Linked DNA regions of Zea mays: region 2 is linked to region 1. A link is a contact called in public Hi-C data. All regions are on one chromosome and are shown on one strand. Each heading gives the region's core, a stretch centred on a gene start, on an enhancer-like site or on the middle of the called end of the contact. The rest is flanking DNA. Distances are from core to core; before and after follow the strand shown.

Region 1 (2,842 bases), core at 152-2,651:
AATCAGTGGATGCCATAAATCCCAACTAAGAAATTTCATCCACGTTGCTTTCAAAAAAAAAAACCATCCATGGACCGCCTTCCAACCTCCAAGACTGGATTTCATAAATATTTAGGTACAATGCAAGCGTGTGGACAGAGTCAATGGTTGTACTGTGGAGCTGATGATAGCACAGAAGTCATTTCCTGTTTACAAAGACCATTAGTAATTTCTTTGAGTACACATGACACCTAAGGACCTGAGCTGCACAGTTGTACTCGGTAAACATGTGTTTGGTCGGTGATCAGCCTGTCATTGGCATAACTAAACCAGGATCTAATATTAAGAACTCCTACTTAAGATGTGAACTTACACTGCAGCTTCACAAACCACAGTCAACAGCTCACCTGTCAAATTACAAAATAGCTCAAACTTGTCTATCACCTTGGCATCTTCTGATCCTTGCTTATTTTATGGTGCATGGTCCTCCATGCTGTACCCTGCCGACTTTAAAAAAACTCGACCTGCGGCTGCCGGACATTATATTAAGAAGAATAATTTCTCACGCATTTTAACTAAACCGGGATCTTATATTAGGAACTCCTTAAGATGTGAACAGAAACGCTGCAGCTTCACAAACCACAGTCAACAGCTCCATAGCATCCACACCTGTCAAACTTGGCATCTTCTGATCCTTACTTTTATGGTTCCAGCCTTGTGACCAGTGAGCAAGTCCTCCTTACTGTACCCTGTCACTGTACTCTCTAAGGTCAGAAGAGAACTAGCCTGATCAGTCCCAGTGGGGTCCTTGCCTGGATTGCCATGTATTTATGGCACAACCATGCTGGTCTTCTCCTTCTGCCACTGCAGGTCTTGCAGAAACATGTCTCTTCTCTATCTTCTCTAACTACCTTCCGAGAATTTCTTGCTGGGCGCTCGATGCTCTTGGACCCTTTATGCAGACTTCATCCCGTGACAAGTCTTCCACTGATCAGTTTAATCTGCAGGTGAGTTTCTTTTTCTCGGTTTCCTTCTCTAGTTTTCTGAGTCAGCTCTGTTCTCTGACTAGACATGTGAGTTTATTGATTTCTCGTAGTTCACAGTTTCTCCTGCAAATTTTTGTTTACGGAATGTTTCAGAGTTCAGGGCTACAATTGACATTCTTGTTTCATGGAATTTTGTTGGTTAAACATGAAATTCATGAATCAGTTTTGTTTTCACCATACACTTTTTTAGTTCATTCCGAGGTGTGAGCTTCGTATTAATCTGCAAGCTTGGATGCGATCTACTACTCTTTATTTTCCTAGCTCTCATAGAAAGAATAAAGTTGCTAAAACCAACAGTTTTGACTTCTGATTGGCCTCTTCAAGCCCACTGACTAGTTTGTCGCTCAGGTAGATACCAGCATCTCTTTTCCATATCTGAAGGCCTGAATTCCAAACAAGAGAGCTCGAAACAACAGTAATGGGTTGCTTCCCTGTGTTCTGGAGGAAGAAGAATTCCAGAAGCCAGATTGTGCAACATGACCAAGGTAAAGTTTTCCTTCCAATCGGTACATAGCTGTTCTTCTGAAGCATCTCAGAACCTTACTGCAGTTCATTCGATTCTGTTCGCAGACATCCCAATCACGGGCAATGTGAAAATCTACTCGTCAAAGGAGCTGAGAAAAGCCACAAGAAATTTCTGCCCGGGAAACATGCTTGGAGAGGGTTCTTTCGGCCGGGTCTACCTGGTAGGTTGCTCCAACATCTCTGATGTAATGTAGCCTAGTTCAGACATCAGCCCAATCATGTTCCTGACTGGAACACAGGAATCTCAGGAGGAATTTGCTGCAGTTTTTAGGAACACTGAATTGTTAGAACGTGGCAGAGTTCTTCTTCATGCCTGAGTAACTTCAACCACAGCAACATTTCAACCTTTTTACGAGCTCATGTTCTGATCCAAACTGTGCAGGGAAAGTTGAACAAGGGCGAGAAAGTGGCCATCAAGGTGCTCTCCTCAGAGTCGAGGCAAGGAACAAAGGAGTTCCTGAACGAGTTGAGTGTCATATCCAACATAACTCACCACAACCTAGTCAAGCTGCATGGCTGCTGCGTCGACGGAGGCCAAAAGATGCTGGTCTACAATTACGTGGAGAACAACAGCCTTGCACAGACCCTTCTCGGTAAAATGCCCGAACCTAGATTTTCCAGTGGCGATGCCTGATCCTGATGCGATGCATGTGGGCGGCCAAAGCCTGGATGGATCTCTGATGCGCCATGCCGTTCTTCAGGTAATTCCCGCAGTGGCATCAGATTTGGCTGGAGAACGAGGGTGGATATCTGCATCGGTGTCGCTGACGGGCTCACCTACCTTCACGAACAAGTCCGCCCACGGATCGTCCACCGCGACATCAAAGCCAGCAACATCCTTCTCGACAGAAACCTGAGGCCCAAGATAGCAGACTTTGGGCTGGCCAAGTTCTTCCCGGGCAACATGACACACATCAGCACCAGGGTTGCGGGGACGCTGTAAGTAGGGGGCAGCACACTTCCGGCTGAAGATGTTCATGTCCTCCTTTGGTTAGGAGGACAGAGCTGACATGTGTTCTTCTTTCAGAGGATATCTTGCACCAGAGTACGCCATCCGAGGGCAGCTGACCAGAAAGGCCGACGTCTATAGCTTTGGTGTGCTGCTGCTGGAGATTGTCAGTGGCAGATGCCACACTGATCCCAGATTACGCCTTGACGAGCAGTTCCTCCTAGAAAAGGTGAAAGAGCAATCCCAATACTAGATTAGTTTTTAGGTACTGATCCAGTTCTTATGAATACAGTTGATTCGTTCCAAAAAAAAAATGATGAGTTCTGAGAGATTGACTTACTTG
Region 2 (2,842 bases), core at 132-2,631, 260 kb before region 1:
GTATCCCCTGTAGCGTAGTCGGTCCGAGGCCCAGGTCGAGCGAGGCGGAGACTTCTCCTGAGGCCGAGGCTGGGCTCGGGCGAGGTTGTGACTCCTCTCGAGGCCGAGGCTGAGGCCGAGGCCCGGGGGTCGGGCGAGGCGGAGATCTTCTTCCGAGGCCGAGGCCTGAGGTCGGGCGAGGCAGAGCTCCCTGTTGCGCCCAAGGCCAAACTCGTGGGAGATCGTAACTCAGTTTTATCCTGGTGGTTGGCACAGTAGCCGGAGCGGGACGAACCGCGCTGTTTTCCTGTCATATCGGTCAGTAAAGGGGCGAAGTGACTGCGGTCACTTCGACCTTACCGACTGAGGCACGCGTGTCAGAATAAGGTGTCAGGTGATCCCCGCATTAAACGCGCATGCGATACGGTCGGCTGGTAAGGCGATTTGGCCAAGGTTGCTGCACGACAAAGTCTGCCCAAGCTAGGCTTCAGGCGAGCCGAGGGTGCGTCTGCTGGCTGAGGGGACCCTCGGGCGAGGCGTGAATCCGCCCGTGACTACTGTTCCCGCCCGAGGCCGAGGCTGGGCTCGGATGAGGTCGCGTCCCTCGGTAGATGTGGCCTTGACTTGAACCGCGTTTTATCAGCCGTGTATGGTTTGTTCTGAAGATGTTTTTCGGCCGCGTTTAAGAGTATTGGGGGTACCCCTAATTACGGTACCCGACACATATTTTTTTTAACTTCCTATGATTATTTAGCAACTCCTTACATGTGCCTTTAGAGACTTCCTTTTTACAAAACTGCTGGAGATGCTCTAAGGGCTAGTTTAGAAGCTCCATTTTCCTAAGGGATTTCTATTTTCCTAAGAAAAAATAAACTAATTTTCATGAAAAAGTTAAAATCTCTTGGGAAAATATAGTTATCAAACTAACTCGGGAAAAATATGATTACCAAACTAGCTCTAAAGATTGTGCAGCACCGTGTGGGCTATGCTGCCTGGTGCAAAACAAAGAGCGACTGCGACCATGTGTGGAAGTGTCATTCCAGTGGCGATATGGTAAAGGGCCCAACAGTTCACTCGGGCCATTCACACGCGCATAAAAAGGGGCCAACCCAACTCCTGCGGGGTCCAATAGGTTACCCGGGCCATTCGCACGCGCATAGAGGGCCCAACCCCAACGCGCTGAAACTTCTGTAGAAAAGGCCCATTATCACACGTTCCCTGCTCACTTTGCCAAAACGATCAACAAAGCCCATCGCCGTAACCCAACCGCCATTACTTTTCCTCCAAGAAGTACCTCTCACCATTCATTAAACACTGACATGCGGGCCACACTGTGCCGGTGCATCCTTGACCCCACGTGTAAGCTTCATCAGTGAGGAGTGTAGACACCGTCCATGAGCACAGAAATATCTCTTACCCCTGCGCCATTTAACCCATTCCGCTTCTCGTCGTCTCGCCTCGTCCGTCCCCTCCCCATACGACAGCCACCCTCACAAAACCCTAAACCCTAGCCGCCGCCGCCGCCGCCGCCGACGCCGAAGCGGTACAGCCATGTACGCCGTCCTCCGCCGCGCGGCGCCCCTCAGGCGGCGTGCCGTGTCCGCGCTCGCCGCCGCGCTGCTCCAGCAGCAGCCGGCGGCGCTGGGAGCTGTAGCCCCGCGGGCGCCGACGCCGCTCCCGGCGGCCGCGTGGTTCCACTCCTCGCCGGCGTGGCTTGGTTTCCGGGATACCACAGAGTTGGCGGCGCGCGCGGAGTTCGCTGCGGAGGAAGGTTTGTTCTATGAGGACGACAGTAGGGCGCCGGCCGGCGGCCCGGCGGCTGAGGGGCTCGAGATTGCCAAGCTCGGGATCTCGTCCAAGATCGTCGAAAGGCTCGCCAGCAAGGGCATCACCAAGCTGTTCCCTATCCAGGTAACGTGGAGCGCTGGAATCTCTACCTTTTACGTTCGAATCATGCGTGTGCCAAGCTGCTTTTGTCCTGCTCTGTTTCGTTGACATTAGGGCTATATAGGTGAATTCGATGTTTGATTAGTGATTGCAGTGAATTAAGCAGCTCATTTATAGCCATAATATGAGAAAATTGCTTTCCTTTTTATTTATTCTTTTTATATTATATAGCGGGAAAAGGTGGAGTGTTGTTTACAAGTTCACATTGGTCGTAATTTTACTGCTTATGTACGGCAGCGAATAAAAATCACGCTTTTCTGGTCATGACATTTCAGTTTGCATCACTACCTTGGCTTGATGGTTGGATGAAAATACTAGAATTGCTACTGTTTGTTAATTATGTTGAGGCGCCAGATTACAAATGATGAAGGAATGCCTTGCAATTCTATGAATCAACACATTTCTTTTAGATCATTACCTATTTCATAGTGAGTTTTGCCTTCTGTTTCACTATACAGAGGGCTGTCCTTGAGCCAGTAATGCAAGGAAGGGACATGGTTGGTCGTGCCAAAACGGGGACTGGTAAAACTTTGGCATTTGGAATCCCCATAATGGATGCAATTATTCGTCACAACGAGAAGTACAAGTAAGATTGGTTCTTCCTAACAACGTACACATGTAAAGCATTCTTCATTTGTTCCTTTTCGGTCCGTTCTCATCTTGCATATAATTGTTGTTGATTTACAGGCCTGGTAAGTTTCCATTGGCTATTGTCTTGGCGCCAACAAGAGAACTTGCAAAACAGGTTGAGAGGGAGTTCCTTGATTCCTCCCCTTTGGAAACGCTGTGTGTATATGGAGGGACTCCAATTATGCAGCAAATAAAACAACTTAATTATGGTGTTGATGTGGTCATTGGGACACCTGGACGTGTGATTGATCTGCTAAAAAGGGGTGCTCTTAGTTTGGCAGAGATC

Evidence for each region. A called contact is a pair of places that touch in the nucleus more often than the background predicts.
Region 2: a contact with region 1 is called in a Hi-C map of ear, with 3 times the contacts expected there. The contact joins the promoter of LOC103650492 here to the promoter of LOC100273918 in region 1. A contact is called at or near these places in 7 of 25 Hi-C or Micro-C datasets (ear, endosperm, leaf and 3 more).

The regions. Positions count from the first base shown.
Region 1 is chr3:123,493,300-123,496,141 of Zm-B73-REFERENCE-NAM-5.0, reverse strand. It overlaps LOC100273918 (putative protein kinase superfamily protein), which reads left to right and starts at 1,401. Exons shown (of 6, transcript NM_001148310.1): 1 at 1,401-1,510; 2 at 1,596-1,711; 3 at 1,933-2,143; 4 at 2,252-2,489; 5 at 2,578-2,728. The coding sequence starts at 1,444.
Region 2 is chr3:123,757,979-123,760,820 of Zm-B73-REFERENCE-NAM-5.0, reverse strand. It overlaps LOC103650492 (DEAD-box ATP-dependent RNA helicase 9), which reads left to right and starts at 1,381. Exons shown (of 7, transcript XM_008676079.3): 1 at 1,381-1,890; 2 at 2,385-2,512; 3 at 2,614-2,842. The coding sequence starts at 1,531.